2 separate regions of the Sus scrofa genome follow, and region 2 is linked to region 1. The links are chromatin contacts, called in public HiChIP or PLAC-seq maps. All regions are on one chromosome and are shown on one strand. Each heading gives the region's core, a stretch centred on a gene start, on an enhancer-like site or on the middle of the called end of the contact. The rest is flanking DNA. Distances are from core to core; before and after follow the strand shown. Region 1 holds the start of TCF3 (transcription factor E2-alpha). Region 2 holds the start of MEX3D (RNA-binding protein MEX3D).

Region 1 (7,357 bases), core at 3,074-5,573:
ACTGAGTTGGACAATGCCCAGGGGGCTGATCGGGAGGTGCCCTGTGTTTGCACAGGCCGCCCCGGAATGTGGTGGGACAGGCCCTGGGGGCCCCTGAGTCAGGAGCTGTGGGCATCAGGCCAGGAGGGGGAAGGGCCGTCCTCGACAGGTGGCATCAACCCTGGGGGCAGATGGGCGCAGGGCCGGGGGAGAGGGCCGGGCGGGGGGGCCCCAGGGGAGGAGGCACTGTGTTCTTGGGCTTGGTCCAGGTCTCACCCCATGCTGCCAGTCTGGTCCAGGGTAGGAGTTCAGAGCAGAATTGGGGCTCAGTGTGGAGCTGGAGTTTACACTAGGGTCCCTACTCATTCATTCGTTTCTGCAGCCCCTCCTGGCCAAGCCCTGCCTCTGTCCTGGTAGGACTTCCTGTGGGTGGCTGTCTCCCTACCCCCACCTCCAGGGATAGCCTTCCGTTACCCCTAAACCTGCCAATCTTCCCCTCATCCTCCCTCATCCCCACGGCCAGCCCTTCTCCCCTCGAAGGACCACCTCCTTTCCTGCCCCTAAAGCCGCCTCCACATAGCAGCAGTGGAACCACGTCCCTCTCCTGCTTAGACCCCCACCAAGGTGCCCTCCCCCCAAAGACCGGACTCTCTGACCTTGGCTTCTCTCCCCTTCACTTCTCTGGGCTCCAACCTCAAGACCTCATGGGTTTCTTAATTTCCCAGCACAGTCCCACCTCCGGGCCTTTGCCCCTGCTGTCCCCCCGCCCACATGCTGAGTGCGCCCTGCTCTTTGCCCCCTGACTTCATTCATGCTTCTGGTCACACCCAAGTCTCAGTGTCCCAGGGAACCCACCCCAGGGAAGGGCGGGTTCGGGGTCCCTTCTGGTCCCCTGACAATAGGGGGCATGAGGCGGGGGTTCAGCCCCCCTGAGAGCCCCCACTACCCTGCCCTCCTGGCCCACTGGCTCCCCAGGACAAGCCTGCAGTGAGGGAACCGCACCCAGTCATCCTGGGTCCCCTTCCCTCCTTTCGCTCATGGCTGCAAGCACCACGGAAGGCAGGCTTGGGGAGCCGCCAGTGGGCTGCTGCCTCAGCATCTGCTTAATACTCAACATGGCCAGCACCTCCTCCCTCCTCTGCAGAGGGTAATAGCACCCCCCCAACATCCAGGGAGACCCCCAGGCCCAGCCCCTAGCAGCGGGCCCTGCAGAAGCCAGGAGAACAAATGAATGAGTGAGTGAGAGTGAGCTCCTGGTAGGCGTCATGGTGAGGATGGACAGGTCAGGGCCAGGCCCCTCCACAGGAGTCCCATGAGCCACTAAGTCCCCAGCTCTGGAGGTAGCCGTCCCCTACCCTCCTGAGAGTGCACTCTGAGACCATGGTTTGTGCAGGTCTGGCTGGAGTGATAAATACCCCTCCCTTCTTCCAAGGCTTCAAAAAAGCAGGGAGAGCCTGGGTGGGGTGGGGAGTGGGAGGTGTCTGTTCACACACCAGGAGAAGGTGCCCACACTGGAGACAAACGCAAACGAGGTCAGGAGGGTGGCCCCCACATCCGAAGTCCAACTGTTTTCTCTCTGTGGACAACCTTGGCTCGCACACCTATGGTCTTCCTGAACTTTCCACGGCCATCCATCCCCCGTTCTGTCCCCAGCTGCCTTACTCCACGGTGGGAACCTGACCTTGGCATTCGTTTTCCCATTTTCCCAACCAGAAATGAGGTCTTTTCCCTCCTGTGGGGTCCCCAGCCGGAGGCGGGGGGCGGGGGGAACAGCACACAGTAGGTGTGGCTTGGATGGTGGGGGGAGCAGGAGGGGAGGCAGGTCTCCAGCGGGCTCCTGCCTGCCTGGCCCAGTGGCGGGCACCCAGCAGAGAACAAAGGCCACAGTCAGATGGGCGGGGGCGGGCAAGCGGTCTGTGGGCCGCCCTCAAGGGGCCCCTGGCCGCCTGTCCCTGTGCCAGGGCCCTGTGGGGTGCACCCGGGCCTTGGGGCTGGGCAGAGGTTGTGGCTGAGTGGGGGCCCCCACAGGCTGCTCCTCCCAGTGACTCAGCTCCATGCTGGGCCTCCCCAGAGAAGACAATAGTGGCTTGTGGGTGCCAGGAGGGCCTCCTGGCAGGTGTGAGGAGCCCCAGGGTGGACTGGGCCCCAGAGAGGAGCTTTTGGAACCTTAGTTTCCTCATCTGTACAATGGGTTTAATCACTCAGGCGTGAGGACCTGAGAGCCAAACATGTGGATGGAAAGAACACGTTTGGGACAAAAGGGGGGTTCCTCTGATGGCTCATCTTGGCCCAAGGGGTAGGGGCTGGACAGGTCACAGTCACCACTGTGCTCTAATGCCCGGCACCAAGCCTGGCACACAGTCGGTGGTCAATGATTGCATGGCCCATGAACAGATCATTTCTCCCCTTCAGTGGATGTGTAATTCCAGAAACACTGGCCCCAGCTCTATATGGGTTATACCCTTAGCATTGGAGGGGGAAGGGGTGCTGACCTACCCTGAGTGAGGCTGGGGACCCTGAGGGACCTCTGCCTCAGCCTGGTCCCCAAGAAACCCCCAGGCTAGGGGAAAGCCAGAGCAGGCCACCGACCTGCGAGGTCAGGGTTGGTCCACAGGGAAAGGTAGGGGCCGAGGGGGCCTCCCACCAGATGCCCAGGTCTGCCAGTGGGGAAGAGGCCACAGGATAAGAACACACATCCCTCACTTCATCCTTCCATTTTCCTTATGGGGAAACTGAGGCCCAGACAGTGGGAAGTACTTGCCCAAAGTCCCAGTGGTGTAGGGAGGGATGCCAGATTTGAACCCAGACCCCAAGAACCTCACTCCCCTCCCCAGACCTGTCCCACGTGGGAGCACTCTGGCCCTGGAGGGGTCAGGGTGAGGGTCAGCCCAGTTTGGGCGTGGCAGGAGGGGGCTTTATTAGGCTCCTCCTGAGCTCCCCAATTGCCCCTGGGGCCTTCTCTACTTCCATTCCCCCCAGGATCCCCACTTTCCTTCCTTCCTTTCAGTCCTGTTCCCTGGATTGAGGGCAGCACTGAACTGAACTGGCTCAAGGCTCCAGAAGGGATGGAAGAGCCTTTGCTCCCAGGTAGGAATGAGCCAGGCAGATTCTAGAAGAGCAAGGAGGAGGCTGCTGTGTCAAGAGCCCATCCCTGGCCTGGAGGGGAGTGTAGCTTTCTCTCTGCGGACACAGGGGGCCATGACAGAGTGTGTTATTTTCATTTATAATAATTATTTCCAGGAGTTCCCGTTGTGGTGCAGCGGAAACAAATCCGAGGTTGCGGGTTCGATCCCTGGCCTTGCTCAGTGGGTTAAGGATCCGGCGTTGCGGTGAGCTGTGGTGTAGGTCACAGACTCAGCTTGGATCCTGCATTACTGTGGCTGTGGCGCAGGCTAGCGGCTACAGCTCTGATTAGACCCCTAGCCTGGGAACCTCCATATGCCATGGGAGCGGCCCTAGAAAAGGCAAAAAGAAAAAAAAATTATTTCCATCCTGTAGGGTCTGTGGTTTTCAAAAGCTGAAGAGCCTCTGGACGTGGGAGGGAACTGGGGATCTAAGTGACTCTCACAGACCAGTGAGAGTCAGAAGGTCTTAAGTCCTTGTCCAAACTCAGGCCAAGATCCCATTTTATCGACGAATAAACTGAGTCTCAGGCAGACAAAGGCAACCAGCAAGTCAGAGGCACAGAGTGGGTTCCACGGGGGGAATTTCTGACCCTGAAACAGAGCTGCATCAGTGACCCCACGGGAAAATAGGTCTGATTTATTCCTTCCAAGTCTGGAATGCCCGCTCGCAAGACCCAGCAGCAGGGGCCAGACCTAGGAACTCAGACACGACCAAGCCCAAAAGGCCGTGCGGCCGGCCATGCACACCTGAGAATAAAACTCCAAGCCCCACCTCCCCCATCGCTTCTCGCGGCCTCTCGCTCGGAGAGTCCCGCCTCCTTCTTTACCCGGACGCGCAGAGGGGAGGGCGGGGCGGGGCGGAGCCTGGTTGCGAACGGCCGGCATCCCCGCCAATCAGGCTTTCGCACCTTCCAATTGGCCTCGTCCGCTCGGCCTTCTCTTTCCATCGCTCGGTCCTTCCCGCTTGCGTCACGGCTATGCGGCCAATCCACGTGCGCCTCCGCTCTGGAAGATAGTCCCTGCCCCCACCTCATGCCGTTGGCCCACGATTCTTCGGATCGCCCGCTCCAGGCGCTGGGCTCCGCGGGCCCGCTGCCGCGTTCGGCGGGAGCGTGGGGCGGACGTGTGGCAGTGGGCGGCGTGCAAACCGCGGCGGAGGGATCCGCGGGCGGACGCGGGGCGGAGCTGATGAGGGGCGGGGCCTGTAGGGGGCGGGGCGCGGGTTGGGGGCGGAACATGTCTCCCGCCGCAGGAAGATGAGGCAGCGGCGGCGGCCGCGGGCGTAGCGGGCCGGACCGAGCCCAGCGACACGGCCGGCGGGCACCGCGGCCTCCGTTCGCGTCGCCTCCGCCAGTGCCCGGACCGCGGACGGTCCGCCGAGCGGATACGCGGGGAGCCGGGCTACGCGCCACCGCCCACGCGCGCCCCTCGGGGCCGCGACGCCCCTTTGTCCGGGGGGGCCGTTCATGTCGCCGCCCCCCGCGCGCTGCGGGCCGGGCCGCGCCGAGCAGGTGAGCGCGCCGGGACCCTCCGCCGCTCGGTGCCTGGCGGGCTGGGCCGCTCTGGGGTGCGGAGACTCCGAGCAGTGGCTGGCCGGGCGGGGGGCGGCGCGGCCGAAGTCATTGTTCTCCAACTTTGCGCGCCGGAGGGGGCAGGCGACGTGGAGGGCGCGCTCGGGCCCGCGCGCCCCCGCCAGTCGGCACTTGAGGAAAGTTTGCGGAGCCGGGCGGGGGCGCGGGGGGCGCCGCTGGGCTGCCCAACTTCGCGGCGGGGTAGCGGCGCGGGGCCCGCGGGCGCCCCCTCCCCCGGGGGCCCGGCCGGCGCCGGAGTTTGGAGGGGAGCGAGAGAGGGAGAAGGAGCGTCCTTTTGTCTGCGGGGAAGGTGCGCCGCGCCACTGCAGGCGGGGGCCGAAATCCTGGCCGGGGGCCGCATCTGCTCCGCGGTACGCGGGCACGGGCGGCGGCTGCTTCGGGGCGAGCAGCGCAGTGGCGGCGGCAGCGCCGCGAGCTTCAAAGGGCTCCCGGGCCGCGCCGCCCGCACCGGCTGCTGGGGGGGGGTAGGGTGGGGGTTGGTTTCCCGGGCCTCCTCCCACCCCTCCCCCCAGAGCGAGAAGTTCCTTGCCCCTCTTTCTCCCAAAGTGGTTTCGTACATCTTTTGAGTTCGCTTCGAGTCTCCAAAAGTCCTTGTGATACCCCAGAAGTGTCTCGGATCTCCTTGAAAAGCCTGTTTCAGTCTCCCCCACCCCAGGTCTGCCTTAAAATCGGTTTCAGCTACCCCACAAAAAAGTGCGGTTTCGTACTCCTCAAAAAAGTCAGTTTCACACGCCCTCCAAAGAAGAAAAAGCTTCGCGGAGGAGGGGGTGCTCTGGGGCATCCGTTTCACACCCGTCTCCAGTTGGCAAACAAAGCGGGGGTTTCTCCTTTTCTGATGTCGGGTCTTCCTCAACCTCGGAACCCCCTCTAACCCCTCGGTTTCTGCTTGCCGCTCCCGCCCCCTTCTGGGTCCCCGGGGAGAGAAGCTGGAGGGACTTCGCTGTCTGACTGTGGGACGGAGACCCTCATCGGGGTGTGGGACGGGGCTTGGCAGGTGGATCCCCCACCCCGTTCTAGAAAGGAGCCCTGGGGACCCTGTTGGGGAAACCCTGGTATTAGGACAACTCCCCCCCCCCCTTCCAGGGCCGGGAGGCAAGGAATGTTTTTAAAGTTGCTTAAAAATAATTCCCGGATACATGGTGACAATAAAACAACCTAGGGTGGCTTTTCTTCTTTCAGAGTTCAGTTGTTTTTTGTGGGAGGAGGAGGCGAAGTGTGGAGGGAAGCTGTGAGGGTAGGTCCTTGTGTTGGGCGGACCCCTCCTTTAGCCCTGGAGCGGGAAGGGGGATTTGCCTGCCGTCCTACTTGTGGATTTAATTCCCCTTGAATTTGGGGGTGCCTGGGTCTTCAACGTGCACTGACAGCTGCCGGGTGGGGGGGAGTCACCAAATTTCCCTTGGGGCGGGGCTGGGGTCGCCCCTCCCCCTTCCCAGGGGCGGGGCCAGTGGGAAGCCTGGGGGTGGTTGGAAATGAGAGAAGTGGCGGGGAAGAGGGGCGGGTTCTGCCCGAGCTGGGAAGGGACCACTCCGCCCCGCATCCAGTTTAAAATTTGCAACTTGATTCCCTGGTGGTCGCTGAGGGAGTTTCGGGAATCTGAACTCTGTGCGCTCCCCCACCCATTGTTCAAATTCCCCGAGGGCTCTGGGGAGGGGTCTCAAGGGGCCCAAATCCCCGAATCCTGGCCGCCTTGCCCCCACCCCCAGGGTCTGGAAGGGACTCGGCGTGGGAAGACCCAGAGCCTCAGAGCAGCTAGAGGGGCTCTTAGCTCCTCCACTCCCATCGGTCCGCCTCAGCCTTCGGCACTCATACCTCTTCTCTTCTCCTGCCCCTGCACCCGCCGTGGGTCACCACACAGGGCTGTCTCTAGGCCTGAGGAGCCCCTCCTGGCCCTTGGCCATCGGGCCCCCGTTGCTGCTGGAGAATGAACCAGCCGCAGAGGATGGCGCCCGTGGGCACGGACAAGGAGCTCAGTGACCTCCTGGACTTCAGCATGGTGAGTGGTCCCACCCTCCCTTCCCCCCCCTTATGCACGGCGCCCTACAGGCTCCCCAGGAAAAAAGCATCTGCCAAAAACACCCCCAGCATTTGGACCTCAAACTTGTTTGGGTGAAAGGGCCCCAGGTGGGGCTGGGGAAGTTGGGGTGCATGCCAAAGGATGGACTGGCACCCCTCATGGCAGGGAGCAGTGTCCAGAGGAACCTGTCACACAGCTCTTTGCCCAGCACAGACTGAGTCCAACCTGCCCTTTTACAGAGGGAGAAACAGGTCCAGAGTGAGGGAGGGGTCTGCCCAGGGCCTCTAGCTCCTCCTTGGTGGGGTTTGTCCCTGAGGTCCTAGCTTGGCCCTGGGCACACAGTGACCTTGGTTTTTGACCTATACAGTGGTGTGATCAGAGTTATTCACTCCCTTGTGGATGCAAAGAACAGGGGTGCCCAGCGCCTCAGTGACCCACATGAAGGGACCTTCTGTTAGTGGGGAGAGGACACAGATAGCAGTGGATCTGTAATTCTTCAGTCATTTAGTCACATGGGAGCCAGAATGGTGGGTCACCAGCAGTTCAGGTGCAGGTGATGGGAGGAGACCTTGAGAGCATTGCACGGGAATCTGTGGGCAGTGCTGGCTCTGCGGGGGTTGGGGGGGGGTGTCCTTACACTTCCTGGG
Region 2 (7,357 bases), core at 2,645-5,144, 71 kb after region 1:
TGCAGTGACAATGCCAGGTCCTTAACACTGGGCCATCAGGGAACTCCCCCTTGACTATTTCTTACTCTCTCAAAATGTGACCTCGAAAGAGGCACCACTGCCACTCCACGTTGGGCACCACTGGAAGGGCACAGGGGGGCTAAGCTCAGAGCCAGGCTCCTGCCAGGCCTTGCTGGCCGTAGCCATCTTCATCACAGTGTTGTGCTTTTTGGGTATAGCTAAAACTCAAAAAAGGTCAAGTATCACTAAAGTCCCCATGGTGGAAGAGAGCCAGGCCCAGCCCTATGCTCCCCAAACCCAGGATTTCAATGGTTTTGGTGGCTGCTCCTGGCATTTTCCTCTATGCCTCTAAATGGATTTGCGCAGCTTTCCCCCAGTCCCTCTGCTTCTTCTGCTTGCTTTTCATTCTCCTCCCCAGCCCCTGACAACCAGGAACCCGTCCTCTGTGTCTGTGGATGTGCCTGTTCTAGACGTTTCCCATGGAGTCACACACTGTGTGTCCTTCTTTGTCTGCTTCTCTCACTGAGCATCATAGTCTCCAGGTTCATCCACGTGGTAGCGAGTGTTGGGGCTTCTCCTTTTCAGGCTGAGTGATGCTCCCATGTGTGGAGAGACCACATTTGTTTATTCATCTTCCTTGAGGACACATCTTTCCTGACACTGATGGTTGCCTCCTTTAGACTTTAAATCTATGCAGAAGTAAAGAGAAGATAAAGCAGAATCCCAGGTGCCCCCAGCAGGCTGCTCGCAAGCCCTGCCATCTTGCTCCTCTCCCTGTCCACCTACTCCCCACCCAGGGGGATTTTGATGCTGTTTTCATCGACAGAAATTTCCAAATGAATCTCTCATAGGAATTTTTTTTAAGTTAAATATTTTTATTGTGGAAGGTTTTGAGATACACCAAATAGACTCATGAAGTCCACAGGTGCCAATACCTGGCCTCAGCATGGTGCCAGGGTCCTGGTTACCTCCCAACCACACCGCTCCAGATCCCACCTCCCTTGGTGTTTCATTCCAACACTGTCTTAGAATAAGCACACCCAGAGCAGGGTTGATTGTTAAGTGACCATCTCTGCCCACCGCCTACACTCACTAGGGAAACATGACATGGGGGAGGTGGATCTCAGCTGGGTGGTTCTGCACCCGGGGGACATGTCTGAGGACATTTGGGGCTGTCACATCTGAGGAGCTGTGGTGTGTTGCATACCCCCCCCCAGATATGTTCATGTACCCATCCCTAAACCTGAGGATGTGATGTGACCTTGTGTAAAAATAGGGCCTTTGCAGATGTCACTGGTTAAGATGAGGTCACACTGGAATAAAGTGGCCCTGAATGCAATAGCTGGTGCCCTTATAAGAGGAAAGGACACACACACAGGGAGATGAAAGCCATATGGCACGGAAGCCAAGACTGGCATGATGTGGCCACAGACCAAGGGACACCAAGGGTTGCAGGCAGCCCACAAAAGCTGGAAGAGGCAGGAAGGATCCCCCCCACTGGAACCCTCAGAGAGAACAGCCCTGGAGTTCCCTGGTGGCCTGGTGGTTAAAGTTCCAACGTTGTCACTGCTGGGGCTCTGGTTGCTGCTGTGGTGCCAGTTCGATCCCTGACCTGGGAAACTTCTGCATGCCACAGGCACAGCCAAAAAAAAAAAAAAAAAAAAACAGCCCTGACTAGGCAACACCATGATTTTGGACTTCAAGTTTCCCAAATGGGGAAATGAATTGGTGTTTTAAGTACCCCCATGTGTGCTAACTTGTTAAGACCACAGAAAACTAAAACAGAGTCTGGGGGAGAAGGGACTCCTGGCATTGAGGGGGTGGGAGTCAGGGAGGCTGCTCCACACCCCACAGTGCCTGGAAAGCCCCCAGAGAATGACTTGGCCCTGAATGTCCAAGGGCCCAGGGCGGAGCTGTGCCTTGGGGTCTAGCACTGCCACTTCATTTGTAGTTCACCCTGGTCTGTTCATCCTTCCCTCCATCTTATTTCTGGTGCATTTTAGTGCCCACTCAGGCATCATCTTCTGCCCCTCTGAAATATTCTTCACTGTGAAAATCACTTATAGAGGTCAGTGTAAAAGGACTTTCAAAGAGCATCACCATAGGGTCATCATGAACAAATACATACAAACATCCAACAGGTCAGTGTCCACATATCCCCAACTGCACGTTGAAACAAAACTCTGGAGGCCCAGTCCTCCCCTTTCTGTCTTCACTCCTGTCCATTTGTTGCCTGACAGCCTCCTTTTAAAATCATTGTCTTGGGAGTTCCTGTCATGGTGCAGCAAAAACAAATCTGACTAGGAACCATGAGGTTTCGGGTTCAATCCCTGGCCTGGCTCAGTGGTGTAAGGATTGGGCATTGCTGTGACCTGTGGTGTAGGCCGGCAGCTGTAGCTCCGATTCACCCCCTAGCCTGGGAACCTCCATATGCCACAGGTGACTTAAAAAAAAAAAGTTGTCTTTGCTCCTGATGGCCGGCTCCCCCCACACCCCGGTAGCTACAGTCAGCCCCCCTGAGTGATCCCCCAGCCCCACCTTCCTCACCTTCCTGTGGTAGCAGGAAGGTTTCTTCATTTACTTTTTCCCTCATTTTGCTGGAGTGCATTCTGCAGTATGCAAAGCTAATTTGAGGACCTCAGGCCTGTCACAGGAACTGGGCTAAATGTGGCCTGAAAGTCAGGAAAGACATTAGGGGGAGGGAGGGTTCCAGGAACAGGGACCAAGGCAGAGGACTGAAAGCTTCCATGGAAGGAGGGGCACCTGCCAGGGAAGACAGTGCCAGAAGAGAAGCGGTGGATGAGGTGAAGGACCATCAGTTGACAGCTGTGGCCAAAAGACTACATGGGATCGAGAGGGGTACGCAGGTTGGGTAAGGATGTCAGTAGACCCAGAGGAGAGGCCAGTGCTGGAAAAAAGGGGCAGGACATCCCCTTTTCCACCCAGAGAGCCCATGCAATTGGCCTGAGGTTCTGCAGACAAGCTGGGATTGAGGCAAGGGTTCCCTGGGAGACTGGGAGGAGGCAGGGTCCATCCTACTCCCAGACCATCCGTTTACCAAAAGAAATCCCATAAGGGGAACCAGACTATCATTCCTTTGCCCCAAGGAAAGAAGGGACTGAAGGGCCGCTGGCTGAAGGGCTGCTGGGACAGGCTGCATTTAGAGGTGGGCACACTGGGCTGCTCATCAGAGGGAGGTGCTCAAGTCCGAGGGCTCTGGCCAGTCGAAACCAGCCCAAGCCAGGAAGCACCAGCTCGTGCTGCAATCTAGGCTCGGGGCACACTCCCGGACTGGGGGATTTAGGTGCCTGTGACCTCTCTGGGAGGCCCCTGAGGCTAGATGCCTACGGAGACCGCGCTGGGGAAAGGGGCCAGAGTCCGTAGCACAGCCCGGGCGCGAGGGGCCTCGGGTGATGGACCTCGGCCATGGGGCGGGGACTGAGGCGGGGCGCCTTCGCGCCCGGAGGGCCCAGGCAGCCGCGGGCACTTACCTGCGGCCGCGGGCGCACGTGCCTGCGCGCCCGGGCTGTCTGAGCGCCCGCGGCAGGGGTGGCCGCGCCACGTGACCGCCCCTCCCGCCCCGCGCGTGCGCCCTGCCCGGCGCCCCATTGTTGGCGGCAGCCGCGTCACGGGGGCGGGGCCGGGGCGGGGCGGCCGGCGGCCGGAGGGAGGCGGCGGGAGGGCGGAGGAAAGGAGCGTCCGCGCCGCCGCCGCCGCCGACGAGCCGCCGCCGCCGAGGAGCAAGCAGAGCCGCGCCGCGCCGCCGCCGCCCGCGCCCGAGCAGCCCCGCCGCCGCCCCGCCCCGCCGCTGGATGCCGGCGGCCGGCGGCCGAGCTCCCAGAGGCGGAGGGCGGCGGCGCGGGCGGCGGCGGCGGCGGGGGCGGCCGGCGGCCGAGAGGCGGGAGCGCGGGCCCGAGCGCTAGCGCCGCCATGCCCAGCTCCACCGGCCAGCCCGACGGCGGCGGGGGCGCGCGCGGTGGCGGGCCCGGGGCGGCGGTCGGCGCGGACCCCAGCCCGGCCCCCCTGCCGCCCCCGCCCGAGGGTGCTGAGGAGGCCGCGCCCGCGCCCCGGCCGCCGCCCGAGCCCGACGACGCGGCTGCAGCGTTGCGCCTGGCCCTGGACCAGCTCTCGGAGCTGGGGCTGGGGGGCGCGGGTGACCAGGACGAGGAGGGGGCGGCCGCGGGCGGCGGGGACGGTGCGGCGGCTGCGGGCGGGGGCACAGACGGCGGGACCGAGGCGGAACCCGCGCCCCCCGACGGGCCCGAGACGGGCGCTCCCGGAGTGGCCGTGGCCCCCGGCCCGCTGCCGCTGCTGGAGCCCGACGTGAGCCCTCGGCCGTCGCCGCCCGACGTGTTCGCGGGCTTCGCGCCCCACCCCGCGGCCCTGGGCCCCCCGACGCTGCTGGCCGAGCAGATGAGCGTGATCGGCAGCCGCAAGAAGAGCGTGAACATGACCGAGTGTGTGCCCGTGCCGAGCTCCGAGCACGTCGCTGAGATCGTGGGTCGCCAGGGTGAGTGGCCGCCGTCGGGGGCGCCGCCCCCGGGGGTCCCTGCGCGGCTCACCCCAGGAGGGGCCGCCCAGTCCAGCCCGCGGCTGGACGCCAGATCCCAGCCACGCCCCGCGTGGACTCGGGCCTCAGTGACCGCTTATGCGCCTTTGTCCTGCCGCTGGCCGAGGGAGAAAGTTGGGCGCAGCCCCTGCTCCTCCCCCTCGAGGCTCCAGCCCCGATACCGCCTTTGTCTGGGCGCCTCCAGCCTGGAAAGGCCCCAGCGTGCAGCTCCCTGCACGGCCCTGGGCCCCGGGCGGTCGCATCCAAGGGATAAGGGGGCTGGGCTGGGCATTGGGAGCTCCACACCCAAAACTGGCACGGGGCGGGTTCACTCGGGTTTAGTGGAGGGGGTGGTTGGAGCAGGGGCGCTTAGGCAGGGTCAGGAGTGAAGTTTGGCTCACAAAGAGTGTACAAGGGGACTTGCCGGTCTGGGCATCCTTCTGGGGGCAGGGGCAGGATTGGATGAGAGAATCTCTACCCTGCTTTCCGTCCCCAGCAGGGATTTGGGGGATGCACAAGACCCCCTGGAAGTCTCTTTTGAGGTCCAGGACCACAGCCCTCCCTGCCCAGGTGGCTAGCAGCGGGGCCAGGGTCTCGGGGTCCCAGAGCAGCACTGTTGAGCGTCCCAGTGGCCGCCCCATTGTTCTCTTTGTTAGAGAGCCAGGCTGAGATTTGCAGGGTGACATCAGGCCGGCGGCCGCTCATTGGCCCTGGAGCTGTGGGGCGGGCGGGCCGGAGGGTGGTGGGCAGTGCCCAGCCCAGCACACACCCACCCACCCTGTTAGCTGCCTGCCCACCAACCTCAACTTTCTCCTGCCTTCCTGCCCCCCCCTTGTGGCTCCCTGCTGGTCAGCCAGGTTCTAGAACATGGGGTGTGGCCTGGGCGGGGCTTAAGGTAGGGCTAAGGGTCCAGGCTTCTGGGCCCTGAGTAATAGGAGCTAAAGAACAGTGCAGGGGGCCTGAATTGCAAGGTGACCTGTCACCCTAGTGGCCACAGGCAGGGGACCAGGGGGATGCCCCGGACACTGCCCTCTACTAGTTCCAGGTGGGTGGGGCTGTAGAGCCGGCCAGTCCTCTGGCTTTGGAGGCAGGTACATCCAGTCATTCATTTGTCCTCCCCACATGTGGACACAGGAGAGCCAGGCGTGGTGCTGGGTCGAGGGATGTGCTCTTAGGAGTGAGAGGAACAGGTAAACTGTTCTCTGAGCAAGACCATGCCTGGTCCTCTGCCACCCTCTTAACACCTTCCTGTTCAGGATACTCCCTCCCTGCCCCTGTCCCCTGCAATTGCACTGGGACATGTGACAAGACTGCTGCCCTGTGCTGAGTGTCCAAGAGCCTGTTTTGGGGCAGATGTGGAGGCTGAGGCCTGGGGGCTGCTGCCCAAGGTCACTAGGCTGGTCTGCTGGGAGGTGGAGCCTGAGGGTGAGTTCTGTGAGAATGCACGTGTTGTGGCACCCAAGCAGGCAGAGTGGCCTCAGCCACCCAAGTGGCAGGGGTCAGGCAGAGGGCCCAGGAGTCTGGTGGCTGGGTCATCAGGCTCCACCCTGTCCTCCTTCATGTGTGTTTGGCACCTGGTTATGGGGTGCCAGCCTGGGTTCTTACTGGTGGCAGACTCCAGAGGTACACGGGCCCTGAGCACACTCCCCAGACTGGGGTGGCTCTGAGCATGAGCACCTCCCTTGGGGTTTTTGTGAGGTTCTCGGGCAAGATGCTGCTGCTTCTCCCAGCCCCGGGCCAGCACACAGTAGCCACCCCATTCATGGGGCACAGGGCACCAGGGAGAGGAGCGCAAATGCCAGGACAGGTTGGCAGCATCACAGCTACCCTTGCTCTAGAAATATCTGTGACTCCCATATTCTCCCACCCTGGAAGATTCTTCCTGCCCCAGCCTTTCTCCTGGTCACCCACTCCACTGTCCACCCTCGGGGTCCTTGGACGTGAAACCTGTCCCTGCTAACTGCTCCACTGGGCCTAGTGCAGGGCCTGGCCTGCCCTGAGCTCATCCTTAGGGCAGGGTGGGAGGGGCACACCTGCCCAGTGGCCTCTGCCCACCGGAGCCCCACACCTGAGGTCGCCCTTTCCCAGACACCCCCCTCCTGTCCTGTGAGCCTCGGTCTTCTCCCCAGATGGGGGTCCATGCACCCTCTGGGGGTCCCTGGAGTGCACTCTCCTCCCCGAGGCTGGGAGGCCCAGAAGGTACCCTGGTCCCACTGAGGAGGTCCCAAGGCGTCACCAGAGAGGACTCTGCCACTGCCAGTCACAGCCCAGGAGGGAGAGGCTGCCAGAGACTGTCAGCAGGGCTGGGACTGGAACCCTGGTTGCTCGAGCTTGGGCTGTGCTGCAGGGAGCAGGGCTGAGCCTGGAAAGAACTTCCCACCTTCCCAGGGTTGGGGGTGGTGGGGAGGTAGCCCCCTTCTACAAACAGGAGAAGCGGGAATGCAGAAGGACAGGTGGGGGGTCGTCTCCATCACCAGCTGGTCAGCAAAAGTCTGGGGGTTGCCCTATAACCATGGACCTGTTTCCTCTGAGACTCTCCCCTGTGCCCTTGCCCAAGTTCGGGGCATGGCCAGGCTTGTTGGGGTTGGGTCTTCAGTGCCAGGCCAGGGTCTGAAGCACAGCAGGGTCATGGTTAGGAATGAGTGACCTGCCTGCCCCAAGGTCTTCTCCGTGTCCCTTGGTGATGGGGGCCTCTTGGCTTGCTGCTCCTCTCTCTCCCTTGTGCATGGCCCACCCTCTGCGGGCATGGCATGTGGGCCCAGGGCCACTCTAGGGGTGGTGGGGGCCCATACCCTGATGTTCTTACCT

What was found. HiChIP or PLAC-seq counts read pairs in DNA pulled down with a chosen protein or histone mark.
Region 2: an H3K27ac HiChIP or PLAC-seq map of alveolar macrophages shows a contact between it and region 1. The contact joins the promoter of MEX3D here to the promoter of TCF3 in region 1. A contact is called at or near these places in 4 of 47 Hi-C or Micro-C datasets (embryonic fibroblasts, heart right ventricle and liver) and 1 of 2 datasets of contacts at active chromatin or transcription factors (alveolar macrophages).

The regions. Positions count from the first base shown.
Region 1 is chr2:76,854,756-76,862,112 of Sscrofa11.1, forward strand. It overlaps TCF3 (transcription factor E2-alpha), which reads left to right and starts at 4,324. Exons shown (of 21, transcript XM_021084225.1): 1 at 4,324-4,615; 2 at 6,552-6,689. The coding sequence starts at 6,618.
Region 2 is chr2:76,925,689-76,933,045 of Sscrofa11.1, forward strand. MEX3D (RNA-binding protein MEX3D) reads left to right here and starts at 3,895. Exons shown (of 2, transcript XM_013994841.2): 1 at 3,895-4,510. The coding sequence starts at 3,931.